Regions from separate parts of the Mus musculus genome. Here regions 2, 3, 4 and 5 are each linked to region 1. Evidence: chromatin contacts called from public Hi-C and HiChIP or PLAC-seq data. All regions are on one chromosome and are shown on one strand. The core of a region is the stretch at or near the end of the contact, and the rest is flanking DNA. Distances in the headings are between cores, read along the strand shown.

What was found. Hi-C and Micro-C count contacts between places; a contact is called where the count stands out from the background. HiChIP or PLAC-seq counts read pairs in DNA pulled down with a chosen protein or histone mark.
Region 2: a Hi-C map of cranial neural crest shows a contact between it and region 1, with 3 times the contacts expected there. The contact joins two enhancer-like sites. A contact is called at or near these places in 3 of 484 Hi-C or Micro-C datasets (cranial neural crest, embryonic limb bud and uterus).
Region 3: a contact with region 1 is called in a Hi-C map of cranial neural crest, with 3 times the contacts expected there. The contact joins two enhancer-like sites. A contact is called at or near these places in 9 of 484 Hi-C or Micro-C datasets (the 3T3-L1 cell line, 3T3-L1-derived adipocytes, cerebellum and 6 more), 1 of 115 datasets of contacts at active chromatin or transcription factors (T-cell acute lymphoblastic leukemia) and 1 of 9 other capture datasets (embryonic stem cells).
Region 4: a contact with region 1 is called in an H3K27ac HiChIP or PLAC-seq map of T-cell acute lymphoblastic leukemia, with 4 times the contacts expected there. The contact joins the promoter of 9430014N10Rik here to the enhancer-like site in region 1. A contact is called at or near these places in 2 of 39 promoter capture datasets (the 3T3-L1 cell line and hippocampal neurons), 9 of 484 Hi-C or Micro-C datasets (the 3T3-L1 cell line, the P5424 cell line, Th1 cells and 5 more) and 4 of 115 datasets of contacts at active chromatin or transcription factors (DN3 thymocytes, the SCID.adh cell line, T-cell acute lymphoblastic leukemia and 1 more).
Region 5: a contact with region 1 is called in an H3K27ac HiChIP or PLAC-seq map of double positive thymocytes, with 5 read pairs. The contact joins two enhancer-like sites. A contact is called at or near these places in 2 of 39 promoter capture datasets (the 3T3-L1 cell line and hippocampal neurons), 3 of 484 Hi-C or Micro-C datasets (CD4 T cells, Th1 cells and cerebral cortex) and 2 of 115 datasets of contacts at active chromatin or transcription factors (Th17 cells and double positive thymocytes).

What each region holds. Positions count from the first base shown.
Region 1 is chr15:94,211,184-94,216,889 of GRCm38.p6, reverse strand. No RefSeq gene overlaps it. Among named protein-coding and RNA genes, the nearest start is that of D630010B17Rik, 33 kb to the left of the region's middle. Within about 2 kb of position 2,234, at least 45 of the 459 cell types and tissues checked have an H3K27ac peak or open chromatin away from gene starts, as enhancers often do. A contact at or near this core is called in the P5424 cell line, the SCID.adh cell line, T-cell acute lymphoblastic leukemia and 2 more, where this site is marked.
Region 2 is chr15:93,894,577-93,900,282 of GRCm38.p6, reverse strand. No RefSeq gene overlaps it. Among named protein-coding and RNA genes, the nearest start is that of 9430014N10Rik, 30 kb to the left of the region's middle. Within about 2 kb of position 3,117, at least 8 of the 459 cell types and tissues checked have an H3K27ac peak or open chromatin away from gene starts, as enhancers often do.
Region 3 is chr15:94,517,435-94,523,140 of GRCm38.p6, reverse strand. It overlaps Pus7l (pseudouridylate synthase 7-like), which reads left to right. Exons shown (of 9, transcript NM_172437.3): 9 at 1-501. Among named protein-coding and RNA genes, the nearest start is that of Pus7l, 23 kb to the left of the region's middle. Within about 2 kb of position 2,735, at least 2 of the 459 cell types and tissues checked have an H3K27ac peak or open chromatin away from gene starts, as enhancers often do.
Region 4 is chr15:93,924,599-93,930,304 of GRCm38.p6, reverse strand. It overlaps 9430014N10Rik (RIKEN cDNA 9430014N10 gene), which reads left to right and starts at 3,194. Exons shown (of 4, transcript NR_045737.1): 1 at 3,194-3,364.
Region 5 is chr15:93,941,379-93,947,084 of GRCm38.p6, reverse strand. No RefSeq gene overlaps it. Among named protein-coding and RNA genes, the nearest start is that of 9430014N10Rik, 17 kb to the right of the region's middle. Within about 2 kb of position 3,219, at least 8 of the 459 cell types and tissues checked have an H3K27ac peak or open chromatin away from gene starts, as enhancers often do. A contact at or near this core is called in double positive thymocytes, where this site is marked.

The DNA of each region.
Region 1 (5,706 bases), core at 985-3,484:
GCTTTGTGTTGTGCAATCTTCTCCCACTTCACCTGATGATTCACGTCATAAAACTGTGGCCATGCTACATGTTCTCAGGTTTGGTTAGGAAGGAGTAAATGAAGAATGTCAGAAAGGTCATTTTCTTTCAGGAGCAATATTAAAAAAAAAAAAAAAAGACTGCCTACTCTGGCCAAGGAGGTTGAATTATAGTTCTTTATTGTCTGATATATGTCCTTCCTGTGAAATAAGTCTAGGGAGAGGAACCAGCATTCTTTCCCACCCTTATGTTTTGCCAGATTATTTTATTATTTCACTTTTTTGTTTAACAATTTGGATTTGCTTGAAATTATCCATTGAGATGGTGTACTGGCTGGTTTTGTGTGTCAACTTGACACAGGCTGGAGTTATCACAGAGAAAGGAGCTTCAGGTGAGGAAATGTCTTCATGAGATCCAGCTGTGGGGCATTTTCTCAATTAGTGATCAAGGGGGAAGGGCCCCTTGTGGGTGGTGCCATCCCTGGGCTGGTAGTCTTGGGCTCTATAAGAAAGCAAACTGAGAAAGCCAGGGGAAGCAAGCCAGTAAGAAACATCCCTCCATGGCCTCTGCATCAGCTCCTGCTTCCTGACCTGCTTGAGTCCCAGTCCTGACTTCCTTTGGTGATGAACAGCAGTGTGGAAAGTGTAAGCTGAATAAACCCTTTCCTCCCCAAATTGCTTCTTGGCCATGATGTCTGTGCAGGAATAGAAACCCTGACTAAGACAGATGGGCTAACCCATAAAAGCAAAGCCCACGTCTCAGTAAGCACAGTGACAAGGCAGTTGCTCATTGGCTGACTCCAACTGTCAATCTCCAGATCTCATCCCTCATAGGCGAATCAATGGAGGTGACTTTAATTCCATCTGATTTACATTGTCAGATAGACAATACCTTGATGAGAGTTCTCGAGGGGAAAAACAAAACAAAACAAAAAGGAAAAATACCTTACTCTATAAAGCAATGATACTAAGCCAGACCTATCCAGGAAATAGCAGCCTGCAAAATATATTGATCTACTGTGCGGATAAAACGGAGCTGCACTCGGATTCATTTCTTTAGTTGTTAATAAATCCGCATCTGCCAAATATTTTCAATTTGTAACTCATTCCAATAGATTACCCAAATTAAAAAAAATCAGAAAGATTCTATATTTTCCCCTATTGGCCCCTATCACTTGCTTTCTCCCTTTTTAAAAGATACTTCTGTTTGTATCTTGATGATCCTTCTATAGATCTTCAGAAAACTCTTAATGAGCTGTAATTATGTTCTCAATTAGTCCATCAATAAGGACAAAAAAATAGATTGGCAAGCTACCTTTCTACTAAAAGCTGATAATTACCAACAAAGTGGGGCATTAATTAAAATTATGTCTAGAGCTCTCCTCATATTCAATTCATTAGTTTTAAAACTATGCATGTAGTTGACCTTACTCATCTACTGCTGTACACCTGGCACCTAGGATCATCAGGTCTTAGTAAGTACTGGCAGAATGGATAGATACCTTGATGATAAGTCAACCTACTTAAGACGCTGTTTTACGCCTCATCACTCTATAGGTAAGTGCCCTTTCCTATAAGAAACGCATGTGTGAGCCAGGCAGTGGTGGTGCACGCCTTTAATCCCAGCACTTGGGAGGTGGAGGCAGTCGGATTTCTGAGTTTGAGGCCAGCCTGGTCTACAGAGTGATATCCAGGACAGCCAGGGCTACACAAAGAAACCCTTTGGAGAAAAAAATATGCAAATAGATAAATAATAAAACAACCACTAAAAAAGATAGCTAAGGATGATGCTGTTTGGAACATACACACACATACACACACATACACACGCACACAGAGAGAGAGAGAGAATGAGAGAGGGGGAACAACTCATGAAGCAACATTGTTGAAGATCAGAGCTTTGAAGAGCAGATATGAGTTTGGGAGGTGAGAACAGTTAGGACAGGACAAGCCTACCACTCAATTCCTTGATCTGTGTTCAAACTCAACTTCCAGCCAGTAAATCTGGATATGTGATCTAGGTGATGCTCACTACTCTGGGTAAAGGGAAGATGACAATAGCTTCTGTCACACAGGAGAGCTGTGGGATTCACAATAGCCATAGGGAGACCCCCGTGGTAGTGAGTGATCCAGTTCTTACGCAGCTACACAGAGCTTCAGAGTGATCCGTTATTCAGATGGTGGCAGCAGCGGCGGCAGCAGCGGCAGCATATCTCAGAAGGAAATGAGCACCAGATGTTCTGTGCACACGTGACCTTAGACTCTGCAAACAGCTACAGCCACCTATGGAGAAGCTCACTATGTCCTGTGTGGGCGACTCTGATCCTCAGAGGTTACTTCTGTCTTGGGATAGATCTCAAACCATGGGGAGTGGTTGTAGGACTAAGATTTGTCAGTGAGCAGCGCTTGACAGGAGCATAAAACACTGCTAGAGTGTGGGGTGTATGTGTCAGGGGGAGCTGAGCAAGGAGTAATCTTAGATTTAAAAACTTGTGCTGTCTTTCCCCCAAATCCCTCTAATAAATACAACTTCCCTTCATGCTTTAAGGAAACATCTTTCATAGAAGGTGAAGGATTTATTGGTATAACTGCCTCATCTGAGATTCCAGGAAACATGAACACAGTGTGGTTGCTTTTTCACTTTAAACTTCTGGGAAAGCCAATCAAAACCACAGCATAGTATCCCTTGTGCCTCTCTTGGAACGTGGCAGGGACTCTGGTCTCCACTAGTACATTCTGTCTGACCTGACCAGGAAATCTCTACACCAGGTTGGTCTTTCCTAGCTAACACAAAGACCTAGATACATTTTGTTTGTTTCAATGGCTTCCCAAGGGAGATGGGGCAACAAAAACTCCCTTCAGCAGGTGTGGCACAGTTTGTGCAATCCTGTATTGACAACAACAATAGCTACCAACATCATATTTCCGTTGCTTTTATTTCAGTGATTTTAAAAGTGAAAAGTCAACATGTTATTATTTATAGATACATATCAGAGGGATTGCTATCTCCCTAACAGTGCAAATATTTCAGTGACTTTGAAAATGAAACGCATTCTAACTCCTAGGTCTATTCAGACTCAGTGTATCTACCTCTTGAGACTCAGCCCTCCTTGCATTGTGGTTTTCTTGCAATAAATCTCCCTTTTCTTATTAAAATCTAAGGTGTATTTATTATTAGAGATGCCTCTATCAGTTCCTTGTCACTAAAGAGGACCTTTCCTTTTCAGCTGTATTACTCTGTGGTGGACAAGAGAGGGCACTCTTGTATTTCATGTGAAATCGAGAACATGATTTTTTTTTCCCCAACTGTTTAAGGATTGACTAGAGAGAAGTGAGGTTTTTAAATGGGCTGGAAAAAAAAATGTAAAACATAAAACATCGACACAAATGTATCGCTTTTACAAATAAGTCAAACATAAGAGAATTTTTGGAAGATTACCCTATAAATCGCTTTAAAGAGATTTTGACAAACAAATGCAAATAAGAAGAGACATAAAAATCCTTTTCTACTAAGCTTGACTTAATTCAATCTGAAATAAGTAACCATTAGAAATAATGCAGTTTAAGAACGATGAGAAAGGCTTTCTTACATTCCAAATTTCACAGAAGCTAGGGTTTTTACTTGAAAAGAGTGCTCTCCCCTGATCTACAATGGAATCAAAATCATCCAATTTAAAGTAGAAAACAATGGAATGATATCTCCCCAGCTCCAAGGAGGAGGATTTTTATCATTCTAAAACACAGCCTGGCTGCCCCTGATTATATCCCTTTGGGTTGAGTTGTGCGGGAACTGATGCTAGAACCCATAAAACAGAGCCATCAGAACCTACCAAGTATTTATTCTGTTGGCCCTTTGCTCCCAGGACCACTGGATCCCGTAATCCTCCAGAGGATCCTAAGCTTTGCAGTTGAATGGATTCGTATGGATTATTTTCTCCAGCAGCTGCTGCTAATAGTCAAACCCCAGGGAAAGATCCAGAAAGAGCTCCGTAGTGGACCTCAGAGGGAGCCGTGTCTGGGAACAGCACCCTTATCAAAGACCAAAATGTCAGTCATTCAAAATAAGTACTTATTTATCTAAAATTCTAAATGCTATTAGCACTCTGTTGAGGGTAAGACTCATAACAGACTAAATCAACAGTGACATATATGTTAATACGTCTATTATTTTTATTCTTAAAGAATTCAAGTTTTTAAGTTATGGTAATAAGGAGTCAGGAGTAAAAATTACTTTGTTCTGCATTAAATTCGACTTCTATTGGCTTACCATGAACTGTTTCAGTGACTAAAATGTGTTATGTGGCATTTTCTATCTCCTGATTAAAAATTATTGCTAAATTTTGTTCTTTAAGACTTATGTTCTTAAGAGGAAAAGTATTCTCTAGGGCTGGAGAGATGGCTCAGAGTTGATAGTACCCAGTACTCTTACAGAGGGCCTGGGTTTGGATCTCAACACACACATAGTGGCTCACAGCCATCTGTAAACTCAGTTCCAGGGGGATCTGGCACACATGCACGTAAAATGAAAATATATATATATATATTCAACTACTCTATGCAAAATTATTCATTATTGTTTTGAATATATGTAACACAAAAGTGTTCTCATATTGTTCAATTGTCAGCCTCCCTTTACACTGACAGTTTATTTTGATTGTCAACTTGATGGGCTCTAGAGTTATCGTGGAAACATATCTCAGCATTTCTATGGTAAGTGATGTAGATTGCCTCAGCTAAAATGGAAAACCTAGTGTGAATGGTATTATTATATAGGCTGGGGTTCCAGGTTGAATAAAAAAGAAAAAGCAAGCTGAATGCAAACATTCATCACTGTTGGCTTTGTAACTGTGAATTCAATGTGACCAAACCAGCCACTTCCTGTTTTTCCTGCCATGCTTGCATTGCCTGTATGGACTGCCTCCCTCTGAAACTGTAAGAAAAATAAGGTTTTGGGTTTTGTTTGTGTCTGTTTTTTAATCGGGTTTATCTATCTATCTATCTATCTATCTATCTATCTATCTATCTATCTATCTTTGTCACAGCTTTGAGTAAGTAACTAATATAGAAGATTTAATACCAGAAGTGGGGTTATTGATGTGAGACCTTTATTTAGTGGTTGTAGACCCATGAAATGGGTCTTCAGGAGGTATATAGAAGATCTTTGAATTTTGCTCTGGAAAAGCCTTCAAATGCTGTGAGGAGACACTGCTGGGGTATTCTAATAGGAGTTCAGAAGACAAGAAGGCTGAGAGAAATATAGACATTGGAAGCGTATCTCATGAAATTTCAAAGGGGAGATGAGGACTCTTTTTGGAGCTGGTACAAAGACCGCTCAAGTTATATTCTGGCTAAGAATCTGGCTGCATTTTCTCATGTTATGAGAACCTGAGTGAAGCTGAACCTGGAAGTAATGGACTAGTATTTCTTCTTGAAGAAAATTCAAAGTAGGCTACCACTCAAGCTGTAGCATGGTTACTGATCACTACTCGAAACCAGGCTTATACTGGAAACAAGCAACACATGGGACAGAACAATTTGAAAAGTCTGTAATTTGTTGGAAGAAAAAAGATTGGAGAAAACTTAAAGTTGCTTCTAAGGCTGTAATTCTAAAAGAGAAACTTTATGTCCTGCACTGGGGAAATAGACTAAATATGTTTTAAACAAAAGAACCAATCCACCAAAGGCTCC
Region 2 (5,706 bases), core at 1,868-4,367, 320 kb after region 1:
TTGTCTCTAGTCTCGGCTGTTACAAAGAGCTGTGCTCTGAGTATTCTAATGCATACATCCAGCCACATGAACGTGTTTCTCTACTACCTGGCGCCAAAGCCTCTTCCCAAATGATGCAAAGGATAAGGCATTCCCTGAGGACTGAAGGTCTCTACATCTCAGCATCCTGACAAGCACCGGACTTCTTGGTTTGGTATCTACAGTGTATGTTAATAGTACCATTATTTGCATTTCCCTGGGAATTACAACTGGAATATATCCATAGGTGCCTCTTATTCTGTTTTCAAGAATTCAACACACAGCTAAACCTTCTGTATTAACGAGTTTGACAACTTTATCTATTAACTAAAAATATTAGCCCGTACTTATTTGATACCGTAACCACTGTATTTTGATTCGTTTCTACTTTCTTATTTTGTACTTTCTAAATTTTCTGCATTTCCCATGTTTCTCTTAACATGTGTATTTTATCTAACAAACATATGTGTTTAATCAAAAATTCTAAAGGCAGTCACATGTATATTGTAGAAATATAAATTCTCCCCTTATTATTTTAATCATTAACCTAGAAATGTTAACATGTGCATTTAATTTAATAAATGCTAAATAAAACTAATAAAATACGTTTACCAGAATATTTTGGTTATATCATTATTACACCCATGAAATTAGACATTGTTGTTACTGTTTATACAAATGGTTCTCGTTTATCTGTTCTTACATATTTGGAGTGCTATTGATGAAAATACATCAGTGTTATTTGCCTGAAAAAAGTATATTATGTTCAAACTTTAATGGCAATTTTTTTCTGGGCACAGGACACTAGACTAGTGATCTTATTTTTGTTAACGCCATTGTCACAGAGAAGTTAGTTGTCAAATTAGCTATTATTCTCCCACAAAGATGTAATAGATAACCTGGGGTATTAATGCTATTTCTGCTACTGCTGCTCTTTCCTACCCATGTAGTGGGAAGGGGAGGGGGCTGAAGAAGTTTGGGCATAAAACTTTAGACTACAAAGTGTTGGTTTAGATCGATCTTATTTCAACTTGCCTGGAATATTTCGGACTTCATGCTTCTAAGAATTCAGACCTAATCTTCAAATACTACATCTTCGAATTATCTCTGTTCTTCACCTAGAAGTTCACCTATGCAAGCGCTGCACTGCCTCTGACTCTGTCCTGGTTCTTGGTTTCTCCTTTATACTATAGCATCTCTTTCTCTCGCTGCATTCTTCATTTCTTCAGAGGTTTTCCTGATCATTAATACTTCCTAGTCACTAATTCTCTCTTCAGCTTTGTCTAAGTGACTACAATTCACTGTCCTTTTAATTTCGATCGCTATAATTTCAGTGATTATTTTAAGTCCATTCACTCTTTTAGGTCCTTTGTCTTGTGTAGCCTCCCCACCCCCAGCCTGGAACCTGCTGGCTCAGGGGTGGAGTTTCCTGCTCATTCGTTCTGCCACGCCCACTGCTGGACAGTGCCGCTTTGCTGCTTGGAGCCACACACTTGTTCACCCTGCTACTGGACCCCAAGACCAGTTGGCGAGAATCGGGTTCCCTCCCCCTTCCTTTATAACTGAATGTCAGAACTAGTAAAATTGAGCTTTGAACAGGATGAACTTGTCTTGGCTCCATTTCTTCTTTCTCCACGTCTAGTTCCTCCCTTAGCTCGAGTGGCCATCTCAGTCGAACCGTTCACATTGCGAGCTGCTGGCCGGCCGCAACAGTCTTGCATTATATTCATAGTTCAAATGTTCTATATGTTTTGAAATGAGTTGCCTATATTAATGTGGGCTAGGAAACTTGGTAAGGTAGAGTGGGTTTGAGACCCCGGAAACTCAGTTACACAGTCTAGACTGTGGGTACCCCGATACTCCCTGCCAGATTCCTAGCCTGGAACACTGCTCATGCCACACTCCCTACATAGGCCACGTAGCCCAAAACAGGGTCCTCCATGCTAATGAGGTACCTAGAAGCCCCGAGGGTTTAGCCAAGAAGCATCTCTTCACAGATATCCCTGCTTGCAAAAGGTATTTAAACTCTGACCCACCCTGAGAAATGGGTACACATCCAATTTGCAACAACCAATAAACAGTTTGGAAGCAAGGATTGTCTCTTTCATCTACCATTGTCATCAGGAATATGGAGAAGGCCTTCACCTACAGAGCTGAACCACCTAAGTCTCCCATAGAAGGCCTCTGTGTGCTTCTAGACAACCATTGCTACCTTTGCTGATGAGCTAAGCCAAGAACTTCCAGCCCCAGCCCCAGGCCATTCTCAGCCTGAGGGGCCCCAAACGTTCCAGTCTCAGGCCAGTGGGCCCCCAACACTTTGCTCAGACTTCTCTGTGCAGTTTTCTAGCAGCACATCAGACTGGACTGATACAACTGGGCAAGCTATGAGAGGTACATCACTCCTTCTGTGACCTCTGTCTCGCTTCCTGCTCTGATTCCCCTCAATAATGGACTGTCATCTGTGAAGCGAATCAAACCCTTCAGCCCTCCAATTGTGCTTGGTCATATTTGCTCACAGCAGTAAACACCTAAAGAGGACAGGTAGCCACCTGTAATGCCACCACTTGGTAAGCGGATACATGGTACCTCTAGATTAAGCTGGCTGTCTAGAGTAGCCAGAGTTGGCAAGCTCCAGGTTCAGTGAGAGACCTTGCCTCAGAAAATAAGTTGAACAGTGATATAGAAAGATACTCAATATCAACTTCAGTCTTCCACAAGCACGGAGCCCTCCTACACACGCATGTGCTTATACACACATGAGCACACAGACATACATGTGTGCATCGCACATATATGTACATGTGCAGACAAAACTTTTAAGGACCTAGAGCAGACGTCATAAGCTATTTGAGTGATTCACCATTATACTTTCCTCCCACAGAGGCCACTGGATCTCTAGAGGGAAGGTTCTCTCTTGTTCAATTGTCTCTCCTGTGGCTACAGAACAAGGCTTTCCCTAAAGTGGATTCTCCAGAAATACATGCCTTAGGAGCCGGCCTCTACCTGTACTTACACAAAAGGCTTCTTTAGTGTGAGACTGGTGTGTTGCAACATGTCTGTAGTCTTCCTCCTTCCCCACTGGATTAGGCCTCTTCTAGGTGGGAGGGAGGAGTTGCTCGGCTGACTTTGTGTTCTCAGAACTTAGTTTCCAACTTGGCTTGTAACAAGCAAAAAAATACACAATTGACTCAAACGAGTCAGATCATCACTGCAGAAGACTGGAGTCCAAGGCTGGGGAAGTCAGCCTTTCTCATTTCAAGACCAGCATTGGATCCGGGCTTCTGGGGAGACAGACTCACCTGCTTACGCTGAAGCAATGGGAACCTAGAGCTGGCTTGGTGGACAAGACCTGGTGTCTTTTTGGAGAGTTTTAACTGAAGGTCCAGAGTAGGAGAGGGAATACATTTTTGCTTTCCTTGTGCAAAAATCAGAACCATTTCTTCCTGCTGCAGACTCTGATGAATAACTCAAAAGGAAAAACTAATCCCTCTGTCATCCATTTATTTTAAGGAAAACAGATGTGAAATACTTTCAAATCTCTGGTTTTTCTAAGCTTTGTAAATGAGCTTAGATCGGCAGCCTTGAAATAGTAGCATATGTGGTAGAGCAATGCTTTCCTATAAAATTCCATAAATAAGCGTTTGAATATGGCCTCCGGTATATTTTGGGGAGAGACATCCCTAAATTAAGATTCCCAAGCTTCTTGATATACTACTTCTGGGGGTCATTTCAGCTCTGCACTCTTGGCAGAGGTCTCCCATGCCTGGGTCAGCTGACCTACGGGTGAGTGACACTCGGAGAACCTGTCAGCCAGGATGCAGGCCACTCCCTTCTCTGCACAGCAACTTGGGCAAAGAGCTCCAGATGCGGCGGCCTGTGCGTGCCACACATGTGCCTCACTGCACTCAGAAAACTTCCCTCTACCTGTTGGCCACCCTTGTTGGGTGCTTTGCCACCCTTGGCTTTTTATTCTGCCGTGATTTTCAAAAGTTCCGTTACAGAGCCTGACTTAACTCTTACCTGTTGCTCAGTGATTCTCTACGGAAACAGAAATAATCCTTCATCCTCCCTCAGTTGCCAAAGTGAGTCTGTGCTGCGTGTGCTGCGTGTGTGTGTGTGTGTGTGTGTGAGTATGTATGTGTGTGAGTATATGTGTGTGTGAGTATGTGTGTGAGGGTGTGTGTGTATGTGTGTATATGAGTGTGAGTGTGTGTATGAGTGTGTGTGTATGTGTGTATGTATGTGTGTGTATGTACGTGTATGTGAGTGTATGTATGTGTGTGAGAGTGTGTGCGTGAGAGTGAGTAAGTATGCATGTGTGTGAGTGTATGTATGTATTTGTTTGTGTAAGTATGTGTGTGTGTATGTATGTATTAGTATGTGTGAGTATGTGTGTGTGAGAGAGTGAGCTTGTGTGTATGTGTATGAGTGTATGTATGTATTTGTGTGTGTATGAGTGTGTGTGTGTGTGTGTGTGTACTCTAAGTTCAATGTATCTGACACCCTTTTCTGTTACCTCCACAACATCTGCATACATGTCCATATAATGCCCCAACACATACACACACACAATGAATCGTAACGCATCTTTTTTTAAACTACAAAGGTAAAGTGACTAATAATTTTTTTCTAAAATTCATATGGATTGCCAAAACCATAGAAACATATAAACTCTGCTCTATAAAGCCAGAATGGATGGGCGATAGGAAAAAAACATAATTTCAAACAGCAATGGTTATATGTTAATCTTTCTAACATACTCTCAAGCACTCCCTCCTTAAAGTGGTGTGTCCGTATTCTTAGATCATGTGTGATGAGCTAGGTACAGTGTTTGTGTCTTATAGATAAAATTACATTCCCACTGATTTGTCTCCTCACTAACCTTCCAATATTCATCCCATCTGACAGGCTTCAGGCTAACTAAGTTGATGGTTCAACATGATCTAATACCCTTCCTCCTTGGACTACTACTGAGAAGGTTCCATATGGTATGACTGTAGCGGGGTATCAAATGATACATTATGGCAGACATTCTATATGATAATGCTGTAGGGTCAGGGTTATATCTCTGTGGTCCAGTATTTGCCTGGTGTATGTATGGTCTCAGTTTCATCCATAGTCATTGATAAGTGGTGACAAACTACAGCAAAATTAATGCAAGTTATCTATACTTTGTGATCAGGAAAAGTCAATTTAAGACAGTACTGATAAAAAGCAACTGGGACACAACCCGGAGAAGTGGTGAGATTTAGAGCATCGTTTTGGACAAGAGTCTAGCATCAGTGAAGCCCTGACGCAGGGAGTGCTTGGTGCTCTGTGAGACCTAAAGGAGTACAGCTGGAGTATAATTAGCAAGCAGGAGACTGATTTGAGGCAGAGGCGAGAACTCAGAACAGTTCTGAGGGAGTGATTTATTCTTCTCTTCTAATAACCATATCTCATGAAGTCCTTAAACCACCTTTTGAGATGAATACAGAGAAGCCAACTACTTCCTCCATCATGACACCACTAGGGAAGAGCACAGGCAAGATGGGGCAAACAGACTTCACGACCCACACCTAAGCTCTTCTCTTTAAAAAAATGGCATTAAACTGAGTCCAGTGTTGCCAGAGCCCCCTTTGCAAATCTGCTTCATAGCCATGATCATGGTACCTAAGCACTGTGTTTAGCTGAAAGTTCGAGAATAGT
Region 3 (5,706 bases), core at 1,486-3,985, 310 kb before region 1:
GTGCTCTCTAAGGTCATGCTTCAGGGATTTTTCTCCGGTCGTGAAAGTTCTAGGTCTTTGGAGCACCACTCTGAGCACGGGCTGCTCCACGCCACTCTTGAGAGGTGGAGAGAGAACAGCGTCCGCGCTGCTTGGAGAGGTGATGGCGAAACCTCGGTGCTTTTCTCCCGCACTGCCTCCTTTCCACCGCGAAGTGGCTGGTGTGACACCGTGCAAGGGCAGTATCTGTTCTCATAATGTATTTATGAGATACTGAAGATTTTATTTAAAATTTTTATACTAGTTTTTTTTTTTACCTGTTTTCCTAACCGTTTGTTGTTTTCTACCACCTAAAACTCAGATTTTATACTCCTGTCGGTACCCACGTTCTATTTCTAACACATACCAACGACATTGGAAATGGTAGTGATTCTCTTTGAAAAATAAAGACATTCTCGATTTCTTGAGTTACTATCGAATTGTCTCTATGTTTTATGCTGCAAAAAAGAAAACATATTGTCCATTTGGAATGTGTTGGCTTGCTTTAATTGTCCCACACCATAAGTCATCTTTAACAGCATGATATCATTTAAGTTCAGGTAGAGAGGTGACGTATTTACCAGGAAGACTTTTCCCGATGATCATTTCATTGCCAGTAATATATCGTGATGAAATTTAAAAATCTGTGTGGAATATTGCAGACCAGCAACAGCAGATTTTTGTATGTCTATGCTAAATTATACCCATTTAAGGAATATTAGAGCTAGGAGATAAAATCCAAAAGAAGCAAAAGTTTTCTATGGAATGCAAAATGTGATTTTTGCTGCATTTTCTTCTGTATCGGTGGAACTCAACCTGTGTGGGTCATGACCCCTTTGGGGGTCAAATATCAGATACCCTGCATTTCAGATATTTACTTTATGATACATAACAGTAGCAAAATTACAATTAGGAAGTAGCAACAAAATAACTTTATGGTTGGGGGGTCATCACAGCCTGAGGAACTGTGTTAAGGGGTCACAGTGTTAGGAAGGCCGAGGACCCCGGTTCTGTATATTAGAGAGCGAATCAGAAGTCAACTCAAAGTCCACCCGTAAAGAACATAAGTGAGATGAGCTGAGTCAGATCGTTAGCAAGCGTAGTTACTATAGTCGCTGATGCACATTTAGTAGCATTAGAAAATGTTTTAGAGGAGCAACACACATATTTGACACATGCCGTGCTCACCAGTGAAGCTTATTTTAGTGCAGACAAAGCTCCGTTCCAGGCATCGCATATGCTAAGCAAATGCAGTCTCTCAGCTATATTTGTATTTCTTTCAGTATCCTTTCAATTAAAAAAAATTATAAAAGAATGTTAAAACAAAAACAAAACCCATAGCCACTGGGGACCAGCTGCCCCAGCTCCTGTTTGTTCAAGACCCTGTGCTTCCTGATCAACAGTAACAGAGGGGACATTAACACAGATACCACTGTCATCAGTTAATGTAAGTACCGTGTGTTGAGAAGAGGCCGGGAACTCCACTGCTGTTACACGTCTGCAGGCACAACTTGGAAGAGAAGAAAAGAAAATGGCATTCTATTAAGATGATGAGTATTCAATTATATGTATATATATATATACATATATATATACATATATATACATATATATACACACACACACATATATATGTCAATTTTATGTGTGTAATGTAATAACTATATATATATATATATATATATATATATATAATGGCCATATATGATAGGATATTACATGGTATGTCATATGATATTACATATCATCTTTGTTACCTTTCTGTTCCTGCCAGGAAAAACCTTAACAAAAGCAATTTAAACGTGAAAGGGTTTATTCTGGCTCCCAGGTCCAAGGTGCAATCTGTCATGGCAAAGAAGTCATGGCAACAGGATCCCTGAGGGCTCAGGTCACCACAGTCAGGAAGTAGGGAACAGCAGGGATACTTGTCACTCACATCCTCCTTTTTATACAGTCCAGGATCCAAGCACTGGGAATGGCGCCGCCTGTTGTGGGTGGGGCTTCTTGCCCCAATCCCTCTAAACAGGATAATTCTTCACATGTGTGCTGAGGGTGGTTGTCTTCAAGTGACTCTAATCTCCTAAAATTGACAATCGAGATAACCCATTACAGCTGCTTCAGCAATCTCAAAATACAAATGAAGTTGGATATTATGGTACCGTTAGTTTTTAAAGTGGCCCTCATGATTTTAGCGATGACTGAAAATGAAATGATACTCTATAAAGTAGCAAAACTTGGGAGGGGAGGGATATTTTCATTCCCTCAGTGAAATTATATTTTATGAATTAAATATGAAAATCAGTTATATAAAACTTAACCTAGTGTTCTTTTAAATAGCATTTCTTAGAGCCTGTCAAGCATTTAAAACATGCTGTCATCAATATTCCTGTCTTGGCCTGTAGGTGGCACTGTAAGCTTATATTTCTCATACAGTAAACGGAGCCAGCAAAAAGCATATCTTTGTTATCCATCATAACTAGAACATTATTTAGCTGTTACGCATACCGAAAGTCGTTCCATTTAACAGTATTTGGTATGAAATATATTTTTTAATTCCAAGGACCTTATTATGTCTTAAGAACCAACTGATGATAGCTTCATAAGCATAACCTTTGCTCTAGTTTTAATTACCAAGGTTACATTTGAGACTAATGGTGCGTAAGGACCAGGAAGGTGAACAGTCTTAACTTTGAGGTGTTTTGCTGTATTACCACAGTCAGGGGGTGTGAACCCCCGGCCTTGCTCACCCTAAGCAAGTGCTCTGCTGGCTGAGCTGAGAGCCACACCGCATCTTATCAAGGCACAACTGCCTTGTTTTTGTTTGTTTGTTTTGTAACTTGTAAAAGTTGAAATCTCGGTAACTTTAGACACAGTTAACATTTATTAGCGTTGTATAAGTATCTCTCATATTAATCCATACTCATCCCAACCCCCATTGGGAATGTAATATTTCCTGCTTTGGGCAGTTTAGAAGCCTATCTGAGTGATCTGTCTCAGATCAGACAAGATGTGGTGTGGAATTGAACTTGACCATGCTTCCTAGGTGTCTTACATAAGGTCACTATTGCAAAAGCAAGTTGGGGAGGAAAGGGCTTATTTCACACAGAGCTCCAGGTAACAGTTCATCAGCAAAAGCCTTGAGGGCAGGAAGTTAAACAGGGCAGGAACTAGAGGCAGGAGCTGATGCAGAGCTCATGGAGGGTGCTGCTTACTGGCTGGCTCCTCATGGCTTGCTCAGCCTGCTTTCTTATAGAACCCAGAACCACTAGCCCAGGATGGCACCACCCACAATGGGCTGGAACCTCCCTCTTTGATCACTAATTGAGACAATGCCTTATAGCTGGATCTCATGGAAGCATTTCCTAAATTGAGGCTCCCTCCTTTTGATGACTTTAGCTGCTTTCAAGTTGACATAAAACCAGCCAGGACACCAGGTCCTGGCTTTCCCCAGTGTTGCCTTCTGAGAGCAAGCTCTGTGGTAATAATTTCTCTGTCTACAAACTTAATACCGTCTTCTGCTGCTGAGCAGGCACATGGTGGATGTCTTGAGGGAGAAATAATATTCTTTCTGAGATGCCAATCTAAGTAGAAGATCCAAATTATTCTGGTGTCATTCACATATTTGAGTATGTTCCACAGGGGTATATTAAAATCGCTATAGCTGATAGGAAACCGAGTTGATACCTGAGGCAATTCTAAATGTCACAGGAAAAGCTGAGTGACGAAGTTTAGTCCTAATTCAGAGCTAGCTTCTCTAGTCCTTCCAGAGGGCATTGTGCTTAAAGAAGAAGCGAGTCGACTGATTCTAGTTTATACACATGACTGGCATCTGCTGGTTCACTTTATTATTATTATAATATTATAATTACGTTCATATTATTATTATCATTATTATTATCATCATCATTATTAATTATTCTTTCATAAAATACATCCAAACCAGTTTCCCCCCTCTCCATTTCTCCCTGCTCCTCCTTCCCCTCTTCCTCTGTTTACCTTCAGAAAAGAACAGAGCCCCCAGGATGTCAACCCAACATAGCATAACAAGCCACACTAACACTAGGCACAAACACTCTTACCAGGGCTGGGCCACGCAAGCTAGTGGGAGGAAAAGGGTCCCAAGAGCAAGCAAACGAATCAGAGACTGCCCCACTTCCACTATTAGGAATCTCACAAAAACACCAAGGCTAACAACCATAACATAAGCAGAGACCCTAGTGATGACCCACACAGGCTCCGGCATTGTTCCTTCAGCCTCTATGAGCCCTGCTTAGTTGATTCCGTGGGCCGTATTCTCCTGGTGTCCTGGACAGCTCTGGCTCCTTACAATCATTCCTCTGCCTGCCACAGGGTTTTCCGGAGCTCCAAGGGGAGGAACGTGAAGGCAGAGTCACATTTTCAATGGAAGCTACAGACACACACTCGAGTGGCTCCAAGTTGAGGGCGTTCTGGAGATGCAGAAGGAAAGAAGATGACATCTGGCTTGGGACGCTAACAGTGCTTCATGCTTTCCGGGTTTTTATTTGGTTTGAAATGCCACCTACAGAAAGAGTAGCTGGCAGACTGAACCGCAAGGAGGAAGGCAAGCGCAGGCTTCCGGTGGATTTCTGGTTCCCCAAGTGACCAGTGGTGTGCCGGGGGCCGCTCCCAGCGCCCCTTCTAAACCCTTAAATGATACTTGTATTATCATGTCTAAGAGTTTTGAAAGGTCTTCTTAAAAATGTGCTTGAAGTAGTACGGGTAAGGCTGCTATCTAAGAGTGTGTCAGTTTAAAGAACAGGGAGTGGTCTTAATGGATTTGATCTCCTGCAATTCCTGTTTGATGCGTCAGGAACACCTCCAAGTAAAGAAAATGACTCTACTCTTCTTAAGCAATTCGTTTTCTCACTCTGAGGCAAGGAGTTAATTTACGCTGCCTGTTAGGATGGGCTGTCTCTTACTGAGAAATGTCGCAGTTCCGGGAAAGGGTAAAAATAGCCATGGACTTTAAAATTCAGACGTTAGAAAATGTGAAATGCGAGATAAACGATAAGTTTCCTTAATAAATACCCAAGTGAACTACGAATATAGAAATAAAATCCCAGTTATAGGGTGAGAATTAGACATGAGTTCAAAGCAAGAGCTCTTGGGTTACTTTAAAAGGGAAGGGGTCAAAGAATCGGTCTCCCTAGCTGAGGCCAACCGGGCAACAGGGCAGGGCGGTGACTTTTATACCAAGTCACCCGACTCTAAGAAGCCTTTGTGGTGTTTTCCTAGTCTGGGTAAGTCAGGATTCTGCAGCTCTCAGTACAATAGGATCTTAATTTTGGCTTTGGTTGTCCCCCCCCCCCGCCCTGCCCCCCACCCCCCCCTCCCCCCTGCCAGCTCAGATTGTAAAGGACTGGTGGTTTTCTCTTTGTTTCGTTGTTGTTTTTTTTTTTTAGGGGAACAACATTTTTTTAGGGGAACAACATTTTAAAGTAACCCAGGGGTGGATCTCCTCTCTGCTAATGGCACCGAGTTCAAGGAGCGATTTCCAACAGGTTGAGCTGAGTCCTTTAAAAAAAGAATTCTTTTCCTCGGGAGGCAGCGCATGGCGTGGGCGTGGTCAAGGGCAGCCTGCGGTGGTTGTTGGTTCTTCAGAAAATACCCTATGGTTTCTCTTGTACATGGGGCTTCAAAGGTCGGTAATGGAAGCAGAGAGTAAGA
Region 4 (5,706 bases), core at 1,945-4,444, 290 kb after region 1:
GGTGGTGGTGATGACATAAACAATGGAACCTAGATTTAACGAAGGAAGAAAAGGGGATAAAAGCAGAGCTTCACTGCTTATAGTGGTTCACTCCAGTAGAATATGCTGAAGAGGAGTAAGAGGCGTTCAAGGCCACTCTCAGCTACATCTTGGGCTGTCAAGATGGCTCAGTCATCCACCCTGATGAACTGAGTTTGGACCCACATGGTAGAAGGAGAAAACAGATTTCTACGGGCCTGAGTAAGTTGTCCTCTGATCTCCACACAGGCCCTGAGACACAGCCACCTCTTCCCTATCCCCACTTCTGGGACACAAAATAAGCAAATGATTATCTCTTATTTATAATAAATGAGAGAAGGGGAGCGAAAATCAATGAGATGGTAATTTACAAAAAAAAGAAAGAAAAATCAATGTATTGCTGTGTTCCACTGGGGTTAGAGGATTAGCTGAGCTCTGTTCCAAATGGAACGTGATGGAGAGAGAGAAGATCTCTGTAGCACATGACGCCAATGTGTGACCTCGGGACTCTGTGCCTAAATGGGGAGAGGCAGACCATGAAAACAGGAAGAGAAGAATTCCAGGTGTAAGAACCAGAAGGATTTTCTGGGCCGAAATATCTGTGACTTATGAATGCGAAGCCAGTAAACAAAAGTATTCTTTTGATGGATTTAGGGTGTTTGCCTCGATGTCTGTCTGTGCACCACGCAGGTGCCCCCTGCCCTTGAGGTCTAAAGAGGGTATCAGATACTCTGAGTTTAATCAGAGTTTAACAGGTTGTGAGACACCATATGGGTGCTGGAAGCTGAACCTAGAAACCAGAAGTCGACAAACAAGAGTTCACAAGTGCTGAGCCATCTCTCCAGCCCCAGAAGATAAAATTCATATGAAATGAAAGAAAGCAGCCATGGCTTATGGGATCTACAGTAGGGGAGGGTGTGGGTGCTGGTGGCTGCAGAGAGGAGAAACGAGACTAGAGTTGCCTAGAAGGAGAGTCAGTGGTAAGATGAACAAGGTAGAAAGGAAAGCAGAGGATCCCTACCTCACCCTATGTCGAGGGACACAAGCGAGTGACACGTGTGTCACCAGGGACGCACAGCCACCACATGTGGAGCTCCTGGACGAGCTGTCCCATTCCCAGTGCCACTGTGGTCGTTAACACGTATCTTCACGATTTTTCCTTTCCAATTTTTTTATTCTCCTCCTCCCCATAATTATATTATACCAATACATCACCTCCCAGATATGTCTTGGGCTATGGGATATAAGGATGAGGCATGAGAGACCAGAATACCCTACAGGATTAGCGTTCCAAGCTTGAATTCTTCACCGAGAGATGCTAGGTGAATGAATGAATGAATGAATGAATGAATGAATGAATGAACTTGTAATCTTTGCTTCTTGTGTTCTTCTTTATGTGCTTGAACTTTGAGCAGTTCTGGTATCAAGGGCAAGCTACAGTACATGGAGAGGGTTTGAACTCTACAGACAGCTGTTCTCTGTCCCATCTTTAACTTCTCTGAGTAAAAATGAAATACTGTTTCTGAATGTAGACCCCACACACAGCATTTCTCAGTGTTCATAAGGTGTGAACAATAGCACCTGGAAATAGAAGCCATGACTTTAACCGATTTATAAAATTTCTCTTAAAAAAAAAAAAAGTGCTTGTCCTGCAAACACAGCTTCCCGTTACCACACATTCCAGGTCTCCACCCTAAAGCCCACTGTAAAATTATTCCATAGACACTGTTCACTCTTGGCACGTTCTCACTGGCGTGTGGTGTGGGTGTAAATGTCATGTAATTTGTAGATATAACAATTCAATTCCTGACTGCGAACTTGATCTCTCTTGGATTTTATCCGAGCAAACTCAGTTCCAAGGCTCCCGGAAGGTGCCGTGTTTGTGCAGTTGTGCGACATGGACCCTCAAATGATGTCCTAACGAGGTGTCAAGAATATTGTGCGTTTTAATCCTGTACATTGAATCTCTTTGAAGTAGTTTTCCCTCTCTGAAACCACATGGGATAAACGTATACCAAAGAGAGAGCAAAGCAGAAATTGTCTTGAAGATCAATGGGCTCCACGGACTCAGGTTGCCCTAAAGATGTTCCCATCTGACACCCAGGTTATCTGTCTCAAGACTCAAAGTGACCTGAGGCAAAGAAAAACACCCTGTTCTGACGTCTTCGGTTTGTCTTTGGAAGTGGGGAGTTAGGATTGGCTCCTCTGCTGCTAATTGAACAAGAGTGCAAGGAGACAGGGGTGGGGGGTAGGGGGATTTGAATGATGAAATAAAGAAGGAAAACCGAGGAAGAATCCCACCTGATGAAACTAAGTGGGGTTTCCTCCACTAGGCACTCCAGGAGCAACCCCTGACCCTGGGCCTGGGAACCCCGTGTTTGGACAAGGCGGCTAAGCAAGTACGACTTGGTGTTCTGAACATTTAATTTAGTAATGTAGATAGGGAAGTCATTTACTTTCTTTGCAGATCATTAGGTGGGCCATTAAGTCATTGATGACTTAATTTCCATGTCAACTCTCGATGTTATACACATACATATTCCCACGGGCGCACAAATTACAGAAGAGATTTAATTTTTCACAGGTGCGTTAGCCCAAACCTCCTAAGTGGTTACAACACCAAGAATATACAGGGACTCAGCTTTAGAACACATTGTGAAAGTAAAAAAATTGGTTTTTAATTCATTTTGTGAGTCTCCTATGTCGAACATGCAATGCAAAGGGAATAAGTTAACATACCACCACCAAGTTAATGACTAAATGCTGAACTAATTTAATAAAATCTAATATTAAAATATATATCGCATGTAAATTTCACATTTATGATTGCAATAAAGTTATAATAAAAATCCCAGTGTATGCTTGCAATATTATTAAGTTCCATTTCCATCTCCAACAACCTGCGTTTAAAAATATATAATATTACCTTGAGCGTTTGGTTTTTATGTGGCAACTGCATTTGCCCTAACTTGTCCCTGGAGAAAGACTGAATCATACATTTCATTTTGAGGGAAATGGTTTTCTGCATCAGAATAGAATAAAGATGATTAAATGCGAAGTGGATCATTTAGCCCTGTTGCTTGGGTCGAAGGGCACAATTATCTCCTGCTGAGTCCTATAAGTGTGATCGGGTACCAGAACATGACTTGAGAGTCACTCCAAACTGCTACAAGGTAAAGGAGCTCACCAAGGCCTGAGCAGGTGACAGGCAAAGGCTCCAGGAAGCAGGCAGGAGGCCACACGTGGTGAGATAAACCCACCAAAAGGCATGGCTCCTCTGAACAGCTGTGACTAATTCATCTAGTTCTTTGTGAGAAATCACCGTGATGCTATGTAAGCCGGCTTGGTAAGTGGACTGGAATAGTATTCTTCTTCTCTGGGTATGAGAGTTACTGGCTGGCCTGTGTGTGATGGATATGAGATAGACACAACAGGGAGAGAGAGAGGAAGGAGAGGGAGAGAGGGAGGAGAGGGAGGAAGGAGAGGGATGGAGGAGAGGGAGAGGGAGAGAGAGGGAGGAGAGGGAGAGAGGGAAGAGAGGGAGAGAGGGAGAGGGAGGAGAGGGAGAGAGGGAGGAGAGGGAGAGGGAGAAAGGAAGGGGAGGGGGAAGGAGATGGAGGAGGAAGAGAGGGGGGAGTGTGAGTGAGAGGGAGGGAGGGGGCAGAGAGGAAGGGGGAGGGGAATGAGGGGAAGGGGAGGGGAGGTGGAGAGGGAGGGGAGGGAGGGAGGAAGGGAGAGAGAGGGAGGGAGGGAGGGAGAGAGAGAGGGGGGAGAAGGAAAGAGAATTAATTGTGGAACCTTGGCAGGAAACCAGGCTTAGAAGCTGTGTGCAGGCCTCCATTGACTGAGTCTCTCTCTCTCTCTCTCTCTCTCTCTCTCTCTCTCTCTCTCTCTGTGTGTGTGTGTGTGTGTGTGTGTGTGTGTGTGTTACATTGGGTTTTAGCTACACTGCTTTTGCTCCCAGCCAATTGCATGTGTGCATTCACCCAGGAACTACCTTTGTATCCTCAAATCAAAGACACACACACGCACACACTCACACTCACACACACACACACACACACACACACACAGTAACTTATTTTTAAATGCCTTGGCTACTTTAAAGGCTGGGCACTCCTAAACCTTCCCCTACTACCCTAGGCCCAATCGGGGAAGTGGCCAACCACCCAAATTCTCACATGGCTGGCTGGCTTTCTCTCCTGCAGCTCTCCTCTTCCTTCTCCCACCGCATCCTGATTCTGCTCTGTTCCTCTCTATGTCCTACCTGCACAACCCTAAGAGTCCTGCTCAGGCCCAGCCTCTTTTTGCTCTCCATTGGCTGTTGGCATCTTTATTGATTGCTCAAAAAACCAATTGGGGACAAGGACTTTTACTATTGGGACAAGCAGATTCCTGATTGAATCAAAGCATTAGAACCAATCTCCAACATGTCTGTCTGTCTGTCTGTCCATTGTCCTCATCTATGAAATGGAAATAAAGACTCAGATAGAAGAATAGTACAGATATTACAAGAAGCAGCATAGCATACAGAGAGGCAGCACATACTCACTGCTTGGCAAACAGTAGCGCCACTCTCACCAAGCCCCCACACTGACTGGTTATCAGCATCGGAGGTAGCAATGCCAACATAAGGCAGCCTTCATTCCACTATGAGTGTTCTTGAAACAGCAGGGTGGACATCCGAGAAGGCCTGGAGGCCCAAGATGTCACCTGGTCAGTACTATTTTTGCTCTCCAGGGCGTAAGGTCAGTGGTCACCCTGTATAGAGTGCTACCACCTGCCATTCCTTGGGTTATTGGAGCAGCCAGATTGTCCAGCATCTAGGATCCCCTTGCCTGTTGCGAGTCCATGTCTGTGTCTCTTCTGAGGGATTGTTAGGTCAACAACAAAGCTCTGAGTGGAGGCTGCATGGCTGAAATAAGTGCCCTTGACCTGTATGCTGAATTTGGAGACCTCAGACTGTACCTCAGATTGCGGCCTTATTGGAAACTGAAGATTCTTTACAGACAATATTGTACTGTGGTCAGGGGCTGGGGATATAGCCCATGGGTGGAACTCTTCATATCCATGACAATCTAGGATAAATCCCCAATGTCCAAATACAATAACAACATAGGGGGAAACCCAGGCTCATTCACTTAGGTGGACCCTAGTCCCATATGAAGGATGCCCATAGGAAAGAATTGAGAAGTGGGTGTTTAATACAGATGATATGTTGAGCTATGTTGAGAAGACAACCTTCCAGCAGGCAGAGAGCTAGACTAAGGGTGGAGGGGATTCGATAGACTAAGGGTGGAGGGGATTCTTGCCCTTGGCCTGCGCAGCCAAGCTAACACCATTGCTGGGACTCGTTGCCCCTACACTGGAAGGGACACTTGCAGCAGCTTTAGCAGACCAGAAGTAGAGGGTTTACTGGGTGCCCTTTCTCAGTTAAACTTTCTTCCCTAGAGAAATGCCTCTCTCTCTCTCTCTCTCTCTCTCTCTCTCTCTCTCTCTCTCTCTCTCTCTCTCTGATACTGAAATTGAGTTGCTTTCTGCTCCCCATCATCTATGTATCTAGCTTGTAGTGGTACGCCATGGGAGCCTTTAAAATCCAAACTGTGAACAATGACACAAATGCCCCTTAGCACTGCCAATGTGTACCGGAGTCAGGAGTCCATTCCTTGAAAGCCCTTCAGGATTGCC
Region 5 (5,706 bases), core at 1,970-4,469, 270 kb after region 1:
TCTTGGAAAGATCGGGAATTCTAGGTCCATACCTAGCAAAAGCAATATACAACAAACTAGTAGCCAATATCAAAGTAAATGGAGAGAAACTTGAAGCAACCCCACTAAAATCAGGGACTAGACAAGGCTGCCCACTCTCTCCATATCTATTCCATATAGTACTCCAAGTTCTAGCTAGAGCAATTAGACAACAAAAGGAGGTCAAAGGGATACAAATTGGAAAGGAAAAGGTCAAAATATCATTTTTTGCAGATGATATGATCATATACTTAAGTGACCCCAAAAATTCCACCAGAGAACACCTAAAGCTGATAAACAACGCCAGCAAAGTGGATAGATATAAAATTAACTCAAACAAATCAGTGGCCTTTCTCTACACAAAGGATAAACAGGCTGAGAAAGAAATTAGGGAAACAACACCCTTCACAATAGTCACAAATAATATAAAATACCTTGGTGTGACTCTAACAAAGCAAGTGAAAGATCTGTATGACAAGAACTTCAAGTCTCTGAAGAAAGAAATCGAAGATCTCAGAAGAAGGAAAAATATCCCATGCTCATGGATTGGCAGGATTAATATAGTAAAAATGGCCATCTTGCCTAAATCAATCTACAGATTTAATGCAATCCTCATCAAAATTCTAAATCATTTTTTCATAGTTAGAAAGAGAAATTTGCAAATTCATTTGAAATAACAGAAAACCCAGTATAACAAAAAGTATTCTAAACAATAAAAGAACTTCTGGGGAAATCACAATGCCTGACCTCAAGCTGTACTATAGAGTAGTTGTGTTAAAAAGTGCAAGGTTTTGGTTCAGAGACAGGTAGGAAGATCAGTGCAATAGAATTGAAAACGCAGACATGAACCCACACATATATGGTTACTTGATAGCTAAAACCATCCAGTGGGGAAAAGACAGCATTTTTAACAAGTGGTGTTGGTTCAACCAGTGGTCAGCATGTAGAAAAATGCAAATCAACCCGTTCTTATCTCCTTGTACAAAGCTCAAGTCCAAATGGATCAAGGACCTCCACATAAGACCAGATACACTGAATCTAATAGAGAAGAAAGTGGGAAAGAGCCTCAAGCACATGGGCACAGGGGAAAAGTTCCTGAACAGAACACCAATGGGTTATGCTCTAACATCAAGAATTGACAAATGGGACCTCATAAAATTGCAAAGCTTCTATAAGGCAAAGGACACTGTCAACAGGACAAAAAAGCAAACAACAAACTGGGAAAAGATCTTTACCAATCCTATATCCAATAGAGGGCTAATATCCAGTATATACGAGGAAATCAAGAAGTTAGACTCCAGAGAATCAGATAACCCTATTAAAAATGGGGTACATAGCTAAACAAAGAATTTTCAACTGAGGAATATCAAATGGCTGAGAAGCACCTGAAGAACATCCTTAGTCATCAAGGAAATGCAAATCAAAAAAAAAAAAAAAAAAAAAAAACCCTGAGATTCCACCTCACACCAGTCAGAGTGGCTAAGATCAAAAACTCAGGTGACAGCAGATGCTGGCAAGAATCCGGAGAAAGATAGACACTCCTCCATTGCTGGTGGGAGTGCAAGCTTGTACAACCACTCTGGAAATCAGTCTGGTGGTTCCTCAGAAAATTGGACATAGTGCTACCTGAGGACTCAGCTATACCACTCTTGGGCATATACCCAGAAGATACTCCAACATGAAATAAGGACACATGTTCCACTATGTTCATAATAGCCTTATTTATAATACCCAGGATCTGGAAAGAACCCAGATGTCCTTCAACAGATGAATGGATACAGAAAATGTGGTACATTTACACAATGGAGTACTACTCAGCTATTAAAAATGGTGAATTCATGAAATTCTTAGGCAAATGGATGGAACTAGAAAACATCATCCTGAGTGAGGTAACCCAATCACAAAAGAACACACATGGTATGCACTCACTGATAAGTGGATACTAGCCCCAAAGCTCCAAATAACCAAGATTCAATTCATAGACCACATGAAGCTCAAGAAGAAGGAAGACCATAGTGTGGGTGCTTCAGACCTTCTTAGAAGGAGAACAAAATACTCACAGGAGTAAATATGGAGATAAAGTGCAGAGTAGAGACTGAAGGAAAGGCCATCCAGAGACTGTCCCACCTGGGGATGCATCTCATATACAGTTACCAAATCCAAACACTATTGTAGATTCCAAGAAGTGAATTCTGAAAGGAGCCTGATGTGGCTGTCTTCTAAGAGGCCCTGCCAGAGCTTTACAAATACAGAGGCAGATGTTAGCAGCCAACCATTGGCCTGAGAGTGGGGTCCCCAATAGAGGAGTTAGAGAGGGTTTGAAGGACTGAAGGAGTTGAATGGGTTTGCAACCCCACGGGAAGAACAACAATATCAACCAACCAGACCCTCCCAGAGCTCCCAGGGACTAAGCCATCAACAAAGGAGTACACATGGCTCCAGCTGCATATGTAGCAGAGAATGGCCTTGTCATGCATCCATGGGAAGAGACGTCCTTGGTCCTATGAAGGCTTGATAGATGTCCCAGTGTAGGAGAACTGAGGGTGTGAAGGTGGGAGTGGGTGAGTAGGTGGAGGAGCACCCTCAAAAAACAGGCAGAGGGAGGATGGGATAGGGTGATCCTGGGAAGGTGAGGGAAACCAGGAAAGGGGATAATAAAGAAAATAGCCAATTTAAAAAAAAAAAAAAAGATGTAAGCGCAGAAAGCCAGTCTGTCAGCACGATTTTGGTTTCAATAATACTTAGCCCCTCTGTGAGCACCGTTCAGTCCAACTGGGGAGACTCAGTGTCACAGAGCAGTGAGCGAGGATGGTTTATTCTGTAATAATTTCAGAGAAAGAGCTGTGTGAAGCTTTGCTAAACTTAGCCACGCTGCTCTCTGGTAAGCCTTCATTTCATATGAAGCCCGTTTCTTTGCTTTAATCCTCTTCTCTAAGCCGCTGGTATTCCCACCATGGACGGTCCCTCCTGGATTCTTTTGACCTGTGATGAAGAATACGCACCAAGGAAAGAGAAGTCTAATCAGCGTGTTACAGTTATGATCTATCCGGGGAAACCGAATACATTTTATTTTCTCAATGGATTAAACTTTATCCATTCATTATTCATTTTTCTGTGAGTAGAAAGCTGACACAGATACACTCAGCCTGGAATTGGCTGAACATTTTCAAGGCTTTTCAACAGACGAAAACCCAGTCCTCCTGATTAGTTAATTACATGCTTGCGTTATCATCCCCAAATGGCACTGGGTCATAAATGTCCTGAGACTGGTGTTTGTGAGGGAGGTGGTTAACGTCATAAAGCTTCGTTGTCACTCATGCTATTGGGCACCTGGCCCTTGTACGCCTGTTCTTGTAAAAGGAAAAAAGAGAAACTCCTTCGGAACTCTAGAGTCCAGTCAGACTGGAAACCGCCCTTCTGTAACCGGAAGTGCCGGGTGCCACGCCCTTTCGTTTCTTAGTGGATCATTGTTTTTCTTTGTCTTCACATCTTTTGCTTAGCGAAATACAAGTCTAAATGCCATAGTACTCAATTGTTATCGTTTGAATTAAATTTTTCTTTATAAAAAGATTTTTAGCGAGGTATTTAGTTTGAAAGCTACACATGGCACCCTGCCCCCTTTTTTTTGGTAAGGATTCCAAATAAGCACTGCGTAGAGCCCAACTCTGTACTGACTGAAACTGGGGCGAGGTGGGGGGGGGGGGATATGGTGAAAAACAAAGAGTGTACCTTTCATGTTTTCTGTTTCATAACGTCTTATGGTCGTTTGATATCTTAGGACCTTGAGCCCAGCTAGGGTTGTCATTTCCCAGGGTTAGCTAATTCCTAGACATGGGTAAAATCTCTCTACAGCAAGCTTTTGGTTTGTAAACTAATAGATTCTAAATCCACATCTACACGCATTTCCTTTTCCATACAGCAGGCTAGAATACTGTCTTCCTGCCTAGCAGAAGTCACAAGCTGGAGGTAGAAGCGAGACAGCTGGAGACCACTCCCACTGCTGAGCTCTAAAAACTGTTCAAACTGGACCTGTCTCAGCCCACTTCTTCTTCCCATCCTTTTCTTCGCTGCATCAAGCACGAGTCAGCTCCGGGCCCATGCCTCTCCTTTGCTCCTCCCAACTGCTGACAACCTCCTCTGTGTGTCCACAGGGCCCAGGGGCCTGGCATACATCTTTCCCCTGGAAACTGAGAGCAACAGGAAACCGTTCCAATGGCAGGGGTGTCTGGATCTGCCCCTCTCTATATCTCAAAGCAGGGTTTTAAGCTTGTATTAACAAGAAGAAGGGGGAAGAGGAAAGTGGAGGTGAAAGAAGTTGGAAAGAATGGTAGGGAAATTGGGATAGAGAGAGGAAGAACCCAGAAGAAAGAGAGAGAGATGAATTCAGTCTCTCAGCGCCTTAGCTGGGTAGAAATGGCAGGATCTAGCACAGGACATGAAAATTTACTACTTCACTCAATAGTAGTAAACTAGATATTTATGTAATAAAAGACAACAGTGTGATGGAAGGAAAACCAGATTATCTTCCATAGCAAAGAGGAAGTAAATACACAATGTTCTTGGGTGGGCACTGACATCAATAGAATGACTGTAATTAGACACTGAGCATATGACTATGACCTTCAACAGTGTAAAGACAGAACACTAAGATACTTGGTTCACGGCTCAATCCACTTGGCTCTCTCATCCCTTCACTCTCGGTATCTTTCAAATCGGCCTAAATATATAGGATTTCTGTCTCTGTCATTCAGTGAGGTGACAAGAGGACGAGTACTTCAAAGGAAATGCAATGCATATTTCTACCCACAGTGAACCATGGGATCTATTGGGGAGCCTGAGAAAAATGACTCCAGCAATTATAAATTGGAAGCAGAGATTGGCTTGAGTCTGCATTTGTTTACAGCTCCATGATTGACCCTGATAAGGACTTTTTGGTTGTCAACTCACAGAATACTTTTTTTTTCCAGGTTGTATGTTTGTTGTCTGAAATGTGTGCTTCTTTTTTAAGGCCCAATAGTATTCCATTACACACACACACACACACACACCTCCCTCAGTTGTTTCTACTTCTTTGCTGTTGCTAATACTGCCACAAACCACGGGCATGCACACATTTCCTGTACCCACTACCTTTGATTCCTTCGAAAGTGAAAAGCAGGACTGCTGGGTCTGACAAACCCTGTTTTTGAGGCGCTTCTACCATGTTATTCTCCATGTACCTTTGGGGCTCTATGCCTGCTGAGAATACCCATGCGCCCTCTCTCGTTGGCATGCTGATCAACGGTGGTTGTATTTTGTCTTATTTGCATGGTGGCAATTTAAATAAATGTGAGGCGGTGACACCAGTGCTTAATTTACATTTCTCTAGGGATTGGTGGTGCTGAGACATTTCCCATGTGTCTATTGTCCATTTGTATGTATTCTTTTGGGAAAAAAAAATAATGTTTGGTCAAGTGCTTTGTCTGGTTTTAGTCCAGTTGTCTTGCTATTGGGTTCTCTACTTGCCATGCATATTTGGCATGTTATCCCCCTTTCTGACTTTTGACTCATAAATACCTCCCCCTTTTTTGTGTGATAGCTCCCTGATTGTGCAGACAGCAGCTTTCCAGCCTCACGCAGACTCATTTGTCTTTTTTGACTTAAGCTCTTCACACTTTCAGACTTACATGTGTGTAGGTGCATGGATGC